Regions from separate parts of the Mus musculus genome. Here regions 1 and 2 are each linked to region 3. The links are chromatin contacts, called in public HiChIP or PLAC-seq and promoter capture Hi-C maps. All regions are on one chromosome and are shown on one strand. The core of a region is the stretch at or near the end of the contact, and the rest is flanking DNA. Distances in the headings are between cores, read along the strand shown.

Region 1 (4,026 bases), core at 146-2,645, 120 kb before region 3:
AAGAGGGTAATCAGATACAATAACAGATGGTTGTGAGCCACTATGTGGTTGCTGGGAACTGAACTCAGGAACTTCAGAAGAGCAGTCAGTGCTCTTAAGCCATCTCTCCAGCACTTATTATGGCATTTTCACACCAGTATATTCCAGAGCTTTCTATTCAAGCTCTCAAGGATAGCTATTAATTTGGTGCTGAAAACTATCTTGAAGGGAAGCCAAGTTTCCATTTCCATGTATTGCTTACCTTCAGGGGGAAGATCATAGATTTGTGTTTGTGTGTGTGTGTGTGTGTGTGTGTGTGTGTGTGTGTGTGTGTGTGTGTGTGTGTTCACTTGGGCATGTGTGGAAGTCAGGGGTGGAGTCCATCCTCCCTCTTCATCAGGAGGATTCTGGCGATTATGCTCCGGCTGGCAGGCCTGATGATGAGCACCTTAACCCACTGAGCCATCTCGCTTACCCAACTGCTGTTGACTGTGAGGACTCAGAAAGCAATTTGGTCAGCACTACACAGGTTGCAAGTTGATGAGCTGGAGTTCAAGTCCAGGTCTTTGACTCCAAATTGACTGTCTGTCTGGTCCAGAGCATCCGTTGCTTGCCACCACTGGCAGCCACCTGTCCTATAAAGGCCGCTCTTGCTCAGTGTTGGTCGGGCTAGAAACAGATCAAAGAATGGAATGAGAGGATGGGCTTGGGAGAACCACACGTGTTTGTTGCTAAGGGGAAAAGAAGAGGAAAAGAGCAAGAGGCCTGGCTTCTGGATATGGCCTTGAAGTAAAGGGTCCTGAGGGAGTGGGGTTCGGGGTGGGGTGGGGTGGGTACCACTGACTCCACCCCTCCTTGGAGTTCAAAGGATCTCTGCTGCCTGCTCTTCTACAGGATGAATCCAGCCACGGAAGGGGGTGAGCACCACAAAGCGTTTCACATCCTTTGGTTGTGGAGGGGTGAAAGGAGGAACACAGTTTGCATATGTTGAACATTTGAGATCAGACTTCCTGGGCTCATGAGATTTTTCCCAGCAAGTCTAAATGTTATGTCTCTTCCTTAATCACCCCATATGCTCTTCCTCTTCCACGTTAGTACCTACTTACTCAGGGTTCTTCTTCTCAGGCCACCCTACCCCTAAGTTCCTTCAGACTTCTGCTTCCACGGTGTATGCTGGTTTGGGGCAGCCTGGAATAATGACTGTTGGTTTTCTTTCCCACCCTGTGGGAGCCACTAAGAATTCAGCACCAGGCTGAGGAGGACCAAGGGCTGGGATTTTGCAACTGGTTTTTTGTGAGTCACTGTGCACTCTGAGTACCCACCCACTGGAGGCATCTTAGCTTGTGGGAACCCACGTGGAGGGACTGAGGCTTTCTCGGTAGCCTTGTCAGTGCACAGCAGAAGTGAACAGCCTTCAGTTGAGGAAATTGTGGCTGGACAGGCAGTGAGGTAGTTCTGCTGTGTCCTGCTGACAGTTAGCTGCGAGCCTATTGACATCTGAGCACCTGGAGAAGACAGGGCCCCCGTAGTCTGCTCTGTCCTGTGGTGATGTTGGGGCAAGCTGTCCTGTTCACAACCTTTCTGCTCCTCAGGGCTCATCAGGGCCAAGGTAAGGATTTTTGTGTTGGTGTGGGATGGGGCCTGGCATACACCCATGGGTGCCTGAGTGTGTGAGGGAGATCAGAAGTTAGAGCCTCTGATTATGCCATTTCGATAGTCACCTGGAACACAGAAAGCCAGAGGAGAGGTTAGAGAAGGTGGTCCAGGTCCTTAGGGCTATTGTAAAGTGGGTGGAGTTTAGTCTGTATGAAAACTGTGGAAAACTGGAGCGATGTGTGTACAAGCCTTCTCTGGAGCAATGTGTGCATTAGCTTTCCCTTTTCTCGCTCTGGGAGTGGATTCATCACCAGCCATAGCTTTTTCCTTCATTCCGACACAGTTTCACACAAACACCACCTTGTCATTGTCACCTTCCCCACAGAATTCGTGTCCATTCTGAAGAAAAGGATGGTCTGGGAGTTGTGAGGAGTCCCTGGATGCTTTGGGTCTGGGTGAGGTAAGGTAGAGAAAAGAAGGTAGGACAGGCAGGGTCTCACGAGTCAGCACAGAGACTGCTCCACTTTGGGTGGGTTGGGTTGAGCCTTGCATTTCTCAGGGACTGTTTTCTAGTTGTCACTGTGCTGGAGGGGACCCCGGGAGTCCCTCTAGCAGGCCCAACTCATTTGCATTCAGCTTCTGGTCACCTTACCTCCTCTCAAATGAGGCATGAATGGAGGAATCTCTTCCTGAGGAAGAGATTTTGGCTCAGGACTCAAAGAGACTCTGGTTCAGTAGAAGTCACCCCAGGGGCAGCCAGATGATGATGACAAACCTTTCTTACTAAAGTGTGATATCTGCATATCAGTGTACGTGTCAGTGAGTCACTTTTCTGATGACTTTGGGACAATCGTGCGTTTATGTCCACTCATTGTCTACTGTCTTTCCCATAAACATAAGCAATATTCTCACTCCAAATCTCACAGATTAGTTTTGCCTGGATGTACGTGGCATCCCATGGTATGGGTTCCTGACTTCTTTTACTTGACACTTCTATGACGTTTGTCTATGTATCTTATCTCTTTGATGGGAGTTTCCAGTCCCTGCATGCCATGCATCTGGGTGAGATAAGACAACTCCATCCCAGGCTTACACCATCCTCTGCTCACTCTCTTGAGGGTGAGCACCTGATCTTTAAAATGGTTTTACAGTAGTGCCATGAGCCTTTCTGTCACACAGCAATACACCTTCAAGGTCACATCATGGGGTCTAAGTGTCTATATTCTTAGTGGGTGTTGTCAAACTGTTTCAGGAATGTTTGAGCCATCTAGTACATGGGATTTCAAGTTGTCACAAGGCAACTGGCATTTTGTTCTGTGTGCCTGTGAACAGGAAATGAAATTGCAATGATGTAGAGCCCACAAAGCAAAAGGCCAAAGCCATGGCTTGATAACTTCTTTGACATTTTGCATGCAACCCCTATAGCAGAGCCAGTCATGAATTAATTATCATATTTACAATGACTTTTCTATATTATGAGAACTAGGCAAAATTTAGCAAGGAAACAGTTGAGCTGAGGTCAATTTTTTGTTTTTAAAGATAGAATCTCTCATATTCTAGGCTGTCGTATAAGACCGAGCTTTGGTCATGGGAGGCAAGGGCCCTACTAACTAAACTACATCCCACACCCAGATTATACCCATGAAAATCTTCCAGTCAGGAAAATAGGTGTGTACAATGCCAACTCCAAGGGAAGGCAGAAGAGGCCCTGGCACTGTCAGTCAGGGTGCATTGAAAGGGAATCTGAGAGGATTCTTCTAGGAGGGGAGACAGGGGACTGTCTTGGTGTGGTAAGAGCTCAGAAAAACGAAGAAAGTGAACCAATCCAGGCACAGAAATAGCCTGAAGAAAAGCAAGAAAACCAGGAGTTAGAGTGAGAGGCATAGTACTGAAGTTGTCTTGGAGAAAGCAAATACCTGAGTGGACTGGGAATGGGAAGGGACACAGCCAGGCCAGTTTTGACAGACAGAGACAATCAGCTTGCCTGCAGACAGAAGAGGCTGTGGTCAGTCAGGACAGAGCTAATGAGGAAGTGGGCTGTGGCTTCTGCAGGATACTCATTATTTTGTGAGTTTGCCTTAGCTGGTCATGCCAAGAGCTCACAAGGCTCTATTCCTTTCTCAGCATTGACCTAATCTGTTGTCCACCCCCCACCCCCCGCACTCCCAAACCTTTTTGCACAAGCCCAACTGAGAAAAAAACCTCAACATTCTTTTGCAGGCTGGTGGGATTATACCCCTGCTCCCACCCCTGCTCCACCCCAAGCTTCAGCCATCTGAGACTTTCCCCTTCCCCCCCCCCCGGAGCCTCCCCCCCCCCCCCCCGCCGGACTCAGGCCTCCCAGCTTCCGGTGAGCTGTAAGTCTTGGTTGGAAAAAGCTGGGCTGAATCTTGGCTGTGGTGTGGGAGCACGGGTGACCCCCTGCTAAGTGAGTCAGTCATACCCATTGAC
Region 2 (3,781 bases), core at 864-3,363, 75 kb before region 3:
TTCCTTTCCAGAGGCTCCGAGCCCTGTGGAAACAGAAGAGGGACTTGGAGGAACAGCTGAACTCTTCAAGCCACCTTTCGTTCATTCACCCCATAAACATGGACTTATCACAAATTCCATATACTGAGAAATGAATGAGACCAGACATTCTCCTTCTAAGCCCACTGGCTAGCAAAGCCATTCATTCATTCACTTATGCATTCACCCACTCATTCACCAAACTCTCTTCCATGAAAGTAGCTATAGTAATCCATAAACCGTTTCTTCTAAACTTCTTTTCTAATTGGGAAATTACTCAGGCTATGACTGGGTGAATTTCTGAAGTTTTCTGAGAGTCAGCATATTGATCTGTAAGACTGATAGATTCATCAGAGCTACGTCATGTACAAGGGATATTCTGATAAAACTTCAATGAAAGCAGGTTGTTGCAAACTGTAAAGAGCTAGAAAAGCAAATGACATCATCTCTTTAAAAATAAGATGAATAGGACGATGCTTAGAGGAGTGGAGAGATGGCTAGGTGAGTGATAGAATAAATAAAGTCACTCCCTGGTAGAACCTAGATGCTCAGCATGGGGGGAAAGCTGTCACTAAGAGTCTAGAGAAATAACAGTTATTTCCGAGGGACTGTTCCATGCCACTGTGCTAAGCATGACTCTCTCACTGTTTTCAAGCTTGAAAATGTCTTTATCAGCCTACCTTCCATCATCTAGGAGATCCCAGACTGTCTTTGGCTTAGTCATGTCAAGCTTGGGGTTGGGCAGAGATGGTATCATTTGTTTTGCTTTGTTTTGGTTTTAAGTACAGTCCATATTTCTGATAAATATTGTTATCAAAGCTTTTAAGAGCTCAGGTGTTTGGTCAACACAACTCATTTTCCTATGAAGACTCTGCGGTATCTGTTGCATGACCCCAGTCTAGATCCCCCGATTCCAGGGCTCCTGAGGCTTTGTAGAGTACTCTAGGAATTTAGATCAAATCAGACAAGATCTGAATCCTGGCTACTTCAAGAATTCTGGGTGCAAAAATTATAAGATAAAAAGAAGACAAAGAAGTGTAGCTGTAGGGCTGGAGAGATGGCTCGGTGGTTAAGAGCACTGCTGTTCCAGAGGTCCTGAGTTCAATTCCCAGCAACCACATGGTGGCTCACAACCATCTGTAACGGGTTTTGATGCCCTCTTCTGGTGTGTCTGAAGAGAGCAATGGTGGTGTAGTCATATCATAAAATAAATAAATAAATCTTAAAAAAAAAAGAAGTGTAGCTGTAGCCTAAAGGGAAAGGAAGAGAAGAAGGAGAAGGAGAAGGAGGAGAAGGAGGAGGAGAAGGAGGAGGAGGAGGAGGAGGAGGAGGAGGAGGAGGAGGAGGAGGAGGAGGAGGAGGAGGAGTCACGTTGTCTAGGGTCACCTGGGCATATGAAGCTTCTATGGTCCAGGGGATACAAGAATTAAGACAGGAAGTAGAAAGAAAATCTAACAGTGTTTGTGCCCCCGGAGGCTGCAAGGTGGCTTGTCATCAGAAGGGTTTGCTCTGATTGCTCTGTGAATTTGTATACATTACACAGAAAACAAACCGGAGACAGTGAGTATGAAGGAAACATGGTTTGAGACTGGGCTAGAATATTACCTCCTCATGGTGATTCAATGTGTTTGTTCTCTCTCTCTCTCTCTCTCTCTCTCTCTCTCTCTCTCTCTCTCTCTCTCTCTCTCTCTCTCTCTCTCACACACACACACACACACACACACACACACACTGCATACATACTCTTACATATGTACAGTTCTCAAAATAAAGTATAGTTGCAGAGTACTTACCTAAGGAAGGTAATTTCCTGATTTTACCACAAGAATCTATCTTCCGGGCAGAAGCCCAACCTCAGAGACCGCGTGTAGCAAGCAGAACTTACCCATGAGTAGGAAGAGGAGAGGAATCCAAAGAATGGGAGAAAATATCTGCTGCTGACTCATTCTTGGATTTTCAGAGAGTGGACCTAGAGCCCAGTCACACCAATATCTCTTTAGATCCGCCATGATGGTGTACTTCCAGATTTCAAATTAAAGGAGATGCACTTACCACAACTTCCTGAAGTATGTGAGTGCACGCGCATGCGTGGTTTGTGGTGCACGGTTTGTGGCGTGTGTGTGTGTGAGTGTGTGCATGTGTGCATGTGTGTCCCAGGAAGAGCTGTTTATATTGAGCACGACAGACTCCTGCATCTGCTCAGACTGAGGGAGAGGTCCCAAGCACATCCAGATCCTGCAAGGAAATTGTAAACCAGTGCTGGGCTTCACTTGTTTCAGTATCAAAGATGAGCTCTAACCATGAATCTAAAGATGTCTACTAAGTATCCTCACTTCTGGACATTACTGTCCTCTTCTTGGATTCAGGCTGAGATTAGTGGCTTCTTATAGTGAATAGATGTGACAGAGCTAGTGATATGTCACTTCTGAATACAGGACAAGAGAAAGGCTGTGGCTTCCATCTCTTTCTTTCCCATTTCCAATTCCCCCATTTTCTTCTCTCCTTCCTCTAATTCATGTCATGTGTGTGTGTGTGTGTGTGTGTGTGTGTATGTATATGATATATATATATATATAATGTAGGTTCTACATAGGAAAGAAATTATGAATATCTTTCTGAACCTGGAATATTTCCCTCAATATAATGATCTCTAGTTCTGTTGATTTTCTTGAATGTCTCATTTTCTTTATAATTGAAGAAAAATGCTGTTTTGTTCGTATACGTCATTTTTCCTCTATTGATGAACATCTAGGCTGAGTCCCTAAGTTGGTTATTGTTAATAGTGCCTCAAGAAATGTGGCTGAATATCTCTGCCCTATGCACAGGGATTTTGATTTATGATGCAGAAAAGAATTTCAGGACAAGTCAGTCAGAAGCAAAGTTAGTTTAAATGAGAAAAGAATGTGCACTCTAAGAGAGATGGAATCCAGGGTGATGTGTACCTCAGTACCTTGGCAGTAACTATACATATCTGATTTTGTGGATTTTGGAGTTACATTGTTTGAACCATACAGGCTATACATGGGGTTAAAGAGTAAGTAAAAATATTCTGGTATGCATATTTTATATAAAACATTTTCCTTTTGTAGATGAGATTATGAGGTGGTGTGTAACTTTCATTGTGTCGGTTTCCAGATAAGAAAGGAATATTGACAAGATAAGAACATAGACCACAAGACTCAAGGGAATTCCCTCTGTGTGTGGGTGGCACAGAGGTCAACATTGTATTTTGACTGTAAGCATGATTCATTAATTGTCTTAAGAATCTTGGTTGTGGTATTTTCTCAGAAAGGGGAACATAAATCCTTTGCAGGCCATCTTACAAGTGGCTTCATGAGCTGTGTTGAGATTTTTGACTCTTAGCCTGTATGAGATGGGTGAGATGACTTATACCCAGTGAAGTCACCCTTTCTTGAGTTTTCCAATCAAACAACAGAGATTTCGTAAATCAATCAATTGATCAATGTCCAATGGAGAAATCAGCTTACTGGGTACATCTGGCTTGATCCAGCTTTAACTTCCCTCCACCATTATTCCACACCAGCAGTGCCTATTGCTCTAGATGTTCCTTGAATCCGTGAAAAGGCTCCAGGAAGTTCTTTTGGGGGGTAGTGTTCCTTCTCTATGGCTCACACTGGGGATTTTCCCCTGGTTAGGTCTAAGACAGCCATGGGTAGGGAAGCTGGGAGAAGGGTTTCCAAAGCCTTCCTCTGCCTCCTCTTCTTCTGCAGGGTTGCCTGAGTCCTGAGGAGAGGGATTGGAT
Region 3 (4,148 bases), core at 1,441-3,940:
CTCTGGCGCTATTCTGGCCTGAGAACATGCTTTACCGAATGTATCCTGGCTCCTTTTTGCCTTCTACTACTTCTTTGTCAACTTCCACACACACAATGTCAGAATTAGGAACTTCGAACATTGGTTCTAGTAACAGCTTTTCCATTATAGACCGAAGACCTCGTGCACCTGTTTTTCTTTCCAGGGCCATTCTCGCTATGGCTTTCAGAGCACTCTCAGTAACATTCAGCTCACACTTATCCATGCTGAACAAGGCCTGATGCTGAGGGATAACAGCATTCCGTGGCTCGGTCAGTATTTGTACAAGTGTCTTCTCATCTAGGCTGTGCAAAGGAACCACCACAGGAGCCATCCTTGTTTGCACCGTCTTTTGAGGCAAAGTATGCTGGTGTTTCTGAAAAGGTCCTAAGAGAAGCTCTGCGCAGAACCTGAGCGTCCAAGGTCCCCAGGCTTCCTAACATTGGCACATGAATGCGCCCACACGAAATACCTCTCTGCGCGGAGGTGAGCGAGGTGGTGAGAAGCCGGGCGGCCACAGCGCTGCAGGTACAAGCGCCGCAACTGGACATCTCCGCGGGGTCTAGGCCAGGGCTTCGCACCCTGAGGATGGAGGGGGCTCAGCGAGCCCATCGTGCCGTGTGAGGAGGGTTCCGCTGACTGGCTCTGCTCCCTTCCGCCGGTTCTATGCTGGCGCAGCGTTTTCCCCACCAGGCAGCCAGCAAGGCCACTCCTTCTAATAGTGCCAAGCCTTATAGGCCAAAAATTCTCACACCCGAGTCTGTGTGGGTCATTTGTATTCAAGCCACCACAGCCACATAATCATTTTAATTAAAAATCTTTTCACAATGCCAGGATGGAGCTTGTACTGCTTCCTTGAGAGCTGAGCTTTCTATGAAGTGATGTGAACGAGAGTTCAAGGAAGCCAGAAGAAAGAGATGCAGGGGAGGTGACTCTGAATCTCTAGAGGGGGCAAACCGCGAGGGTATCTAGTTGAGGAGTAGCGAAGAGGACAAAGGCACTCCAGGCAGAGAGCAAAGCAAGGAGGCAAGAGAGAAAAAAAATGATTGCAGCCCAGGCAGGACTCAGTTAGAACTCTGTCCAGACTTCTAGTCTTGGATTCCTCGTGGACGGTAGAATATGTACACATGATGGACCTGGCATGTGCTGATGGAACGAGTGGGCCAAATGACAACAAATGCCAAGTAACCTATTAGTTCATTAGCCTCCTACTTCATTGTCTACCTCCATTGGGATCTCTTGCAAACCATACATAGGAGAAAGGGGACGATTTCAAACCTTCATTAGCTATGCTCTTCCATTCTGCCTTAGATTCTTAGGCTAGCCAAAAAACGACAGATCTTCTCAGGGAACTTGAGAATCAACTCTAGGGTGTGAGACACATTGGATCAGAGACCATCTCTGCCTTTGCCTTTCTGCCTCTGCCTCAAGTGCTGGCATGAAAGGGGTGCACCACCACCACGCCCATGTTGAGAACTGTATTTTTTTTTTAGGTTTATTTATTTTTATGTGTATGGCTGTTTTGTATGCATGTACATATGTATGTCATGTGCATTCCTACTCTCCGTGAGAAGAGGTAAGAAGAGGGTGGCAGATCCCCTGGAACTACAGTTACACATGGTTCTGAGCCTCCATATAGATACTGGGAATCAATCAAACCTGGGTGACCTCCAAGAACAAGTGTTGTTAACTACCAAGACACGTCTACAGCCTGAGCACCGTGCTGTATGTTTGGAAGTGCTGCAGCTGGTTCTCCACACCTGCTCTTTGCGTATTTTTGCAACCCTGTCCTCTTTCTCCTGCTTCTAGGAAGACTCTGCTAAGATGGGTGGGGAGTTGGTTTTTGAGATACTATGGGGCTGGACCACGCCTATTTCCGCATCCTGCTGGTCCTCTCATTTTGCCCTACCTCCTCTTCTCAGTTCCTTTTTAATGTGTAATCTAAAACTGTCTCTGCCTAAATCCACCATAAAACCTTGCTCATTTGCTCCTGCCGTATCTTCTCTTCTAGTTCAAAGCTTTGCTGTCTGCCATGCTGGGCAGAGAAAACAGCAGGCACAGTGCAGAAAGGCATAAGAAAAGGGCCGGAGGCTGGCCAGACCTGATTTCTAGAAGATTCTGGTGAGACTCATAATCTTAACATCTTTCTGCATGTGGAGAATAAATGGGAAAGTTCACCATAACTGACACATGACTTAGGCAAACCTGACTCTGAGTTTCAATAAGGTACAAGAATTGATACCTGCTGTAGCTATCTCATAGACCTCTCGTGTGATCAGGAGCATAAGACATGATTCCCAATGTCAGGTAGTGAGTTGACTTGGTGTCTCCTCCTGTAGAAGCAGGCTGCATGCGGAACAGGGCAGAGGGCCATGTGAACGGACAGATGGGCGTTGCTGGAGGTGGCTGGAGATAGTCAACTCCCCTCTGCGACGCTGGTGGTCTCTGCCCAGTCACAGCCTCTCCTTACTCCCCACAGGCAACAGCAGATTCGGCCTCAGTGCTCAAAGTGCACTGCTGAAAAATCCATTCTTTTAAGCCAAGCTATTTTTCTTGTTGATCTCTAGTGGGTAGGAGAATTTGAAATCTCATTCCATGTGGTGTGATGGTAGTGGTCTGCTTTCCTGTTGTGTATGGTAATTCGTGAAATAGAGAAAAAACAGAAAAACCTCATACGACTTCCGGTTTTGGGTTTTGCTTCCTGATTGAAGGGCAGGCGCCCTGACTTCTCTTACAGTTGTCTCCAGTGTTCTGGGGAAGCTTCTCTAAGTATTATGTGCTTCATAAAACAGGGATGGTGTCTGGTCCTGGAACTGCTACTGCTGCCCTTGGGAACTGGATTTCAAGGTAGCTTCCTCCAAGTGTCCGGCTGTGCACTGAAGGCATGGCCAGCTGGGAAAGGGGAGGTGGGATGTAGCTCAACCCTGGAAATGAGCATGCTCCTGGGCTGGGTGCTACCATGCTCGCAGCGGGACTGGGGGGAAGGCTGGGACGTGTTCCTCAGCTCTGGAAAACGAGGCCCCATCTCTTTTCCCAGGAGGACAAGAGAAACGGGACCTGGGGAGGTGGGGAAGTAGGACCCTTGTACTACATATACCTCATGCCTGGTGCTCTGTGAAGGAATTTTTAGTAAGAGGAAGCTCTCTGCTAAAAGGAGCTCCGTTTTTTTTTAATATATTTTTTATTACGTATTTTCCTCAAATACATTTCCAATGCTATCCCAAAAGTCCCCCATACCCTCCCCCCCACTTCCCTACCCACCCATTCCCATTTTTTTGGCCCTGGTGTTCCCCTGTACTGGGGCATATAAAGTTTGCAAGTCCAATGGGCCTCTCTTTCCAGTGATGGCCGACTAGGCCATCTTTTGATACATATGCAGCTAGAGTCAAGAGCTCAGGGGTACTGGTTAGTTCATAATGTTGTTCCACCTATAGGGTTGCAGATGCCTTTAGCTCCTTGGGTACTTTCTCTAGCTCCTCCATTGGGGGTCCTATGATCCATCCAATAGCTGACTGTGAGTATCCACTTCTGTGTTTGCTAGGCCCCGGCATAGACTCACAAGAGACAGCTCTATCTGGGTCCTTTCAGCAAAATCTTGCTAGTGTGTGCAATGGTGTCAGCATTTGGAAGCTGATTATGGGATGGATCCCGGGATATGGCAGTCTCTAGATGGTCCATCCTTTCGTCACAGCTCCAAACATTGTCTCTGTAACTCCTTCCATGGGTGTTTTGTTCCCAATTCTAAGAAGGGGCAAAGTGTCCACACTTTGTTCTTCGTTCTTCTTGAGTTTCATGTGTTTAGCAAATTGTATCTTATATCTTGGGTATCCTAAGTTTCTGGGCTAATATCCACTTATCAGTGAGTACATATTGTGTGAGTTCCTTTGTGATTGAGTTACCTCACTCAGGATGATGCCCTCCAGGTCCATCCATTTGGCTAGGAATTTCATAAATTCATTCTTTTTAATAGCTGAGTAGTACTCCATTGTGTAAATGTGCCACATTTTCTGTATCCATTCCTCTGTTGAGGGACATCTGGGTTCTTTCTAGCTTCTGGCTATTATAAATAAGGCTTCTATGAACACATGCCCTTCTTACCAGTTGGAACATCTTCTGGATATATGCCCAGG

Evidence for each region. HiChIP or PLAC-seq counts read pairs in DNA pulled down with a chosen protein or histone mark. Capture Hi-C pulls out chosen DNA fragments and counts their contacts.
Region 1: a contact with region 3 is called in a promoter capture Hi-C map of adipose tissue. The contact joins the promoter of Cd244a here to the promoter of Cd48 in region 3. A contact is called at or near these places in 13 of 39 promoter capture datasets (the C10 cell line, the HPC-7 cell line, cranial neural crest and 9 more), 1 of 15 datasets of contacts at CTCF or cohesin (CD8 T cells), 2 of 484 Hi-C or Micro-C datasets (nephron progenitors and pre-B cells), 5 of 115 datasets of contacts at active chromatin or transcription factors (the HPC-7 cell line, bone marrow-derived macrophages, cardiomyocytes and 2 more) and 3 of 9 other capture datasets (adipose tissue, liver and pancreatic islet).
Region 2: a contact with region 3 is called in a CTCF HiChIP or PLAC-seq map of CD8 T cells, with 15 read pairs. The contact joins the promoter of Ly9 here to the promoter of Cd48 in region 3. A contact is called at or near these places in 15 of 39 promoter capture datasets (the 3T3-L1 cell line, the C10 cell line, the HPC-7 cell line and 10 more), 5 of 15 datasets of contacts at CTCF or cohesin (CD8 T cells, embryonic stem cells, large pre-B cells and 2 more), 57 of 484 Hi-C or Micro-C datasets (B cells, CD4 T cells, CD8 T cells and 24 more), 11 of 115 datasets of contacts at active chromatin or transcription factors (the 230-238 cell line, the HPC-7 cell line, Th2 cells and 6 more) and 3 of 9 other capture datasets (adipose tissue, liver and pancreatic islet).

The regions. Positions count from the first base shown.
Region 1 is chr1:171,557,798-171,561,823 of GRCm38.p6, forward strand. It overlaps Cd244a (CD244 molecule A), which reads left to right and starts at 1,396. Exons shown (of 9, transcript NM_018729.2): 1 at 1,396-1,588. The coding sequence starts at 1,528. Gm35200 (a long non-coding RNA gene) reads right to left here. Exons shown (of 5, transcript XR_373705.3): 2 at 3,492-3,559; 3 at 1-648.
Region 2 is chr1:171,605,297-171,609,077 of GRCm38.p6, forward strand. It overlaps Ly9 (lymphocyte antigen 9), which reads right to left and starts at 2,114. Exons shown (of 10, transcript NM_008534.3): 1 at 1,904-2,114; 2 at 1-23. The coding sequence starts at 2,027.
Region 3 is chr1:171,679,302-171,683,449 of GRCm38.p6, forward strand. It overlaps Cd48 (CD48 antigen), which reads left to right and starts at 2,691. Exons shown (of 4, transcript NM_007649.5): 1 at 2,691-2,865. The coding sequence starts at 2,793.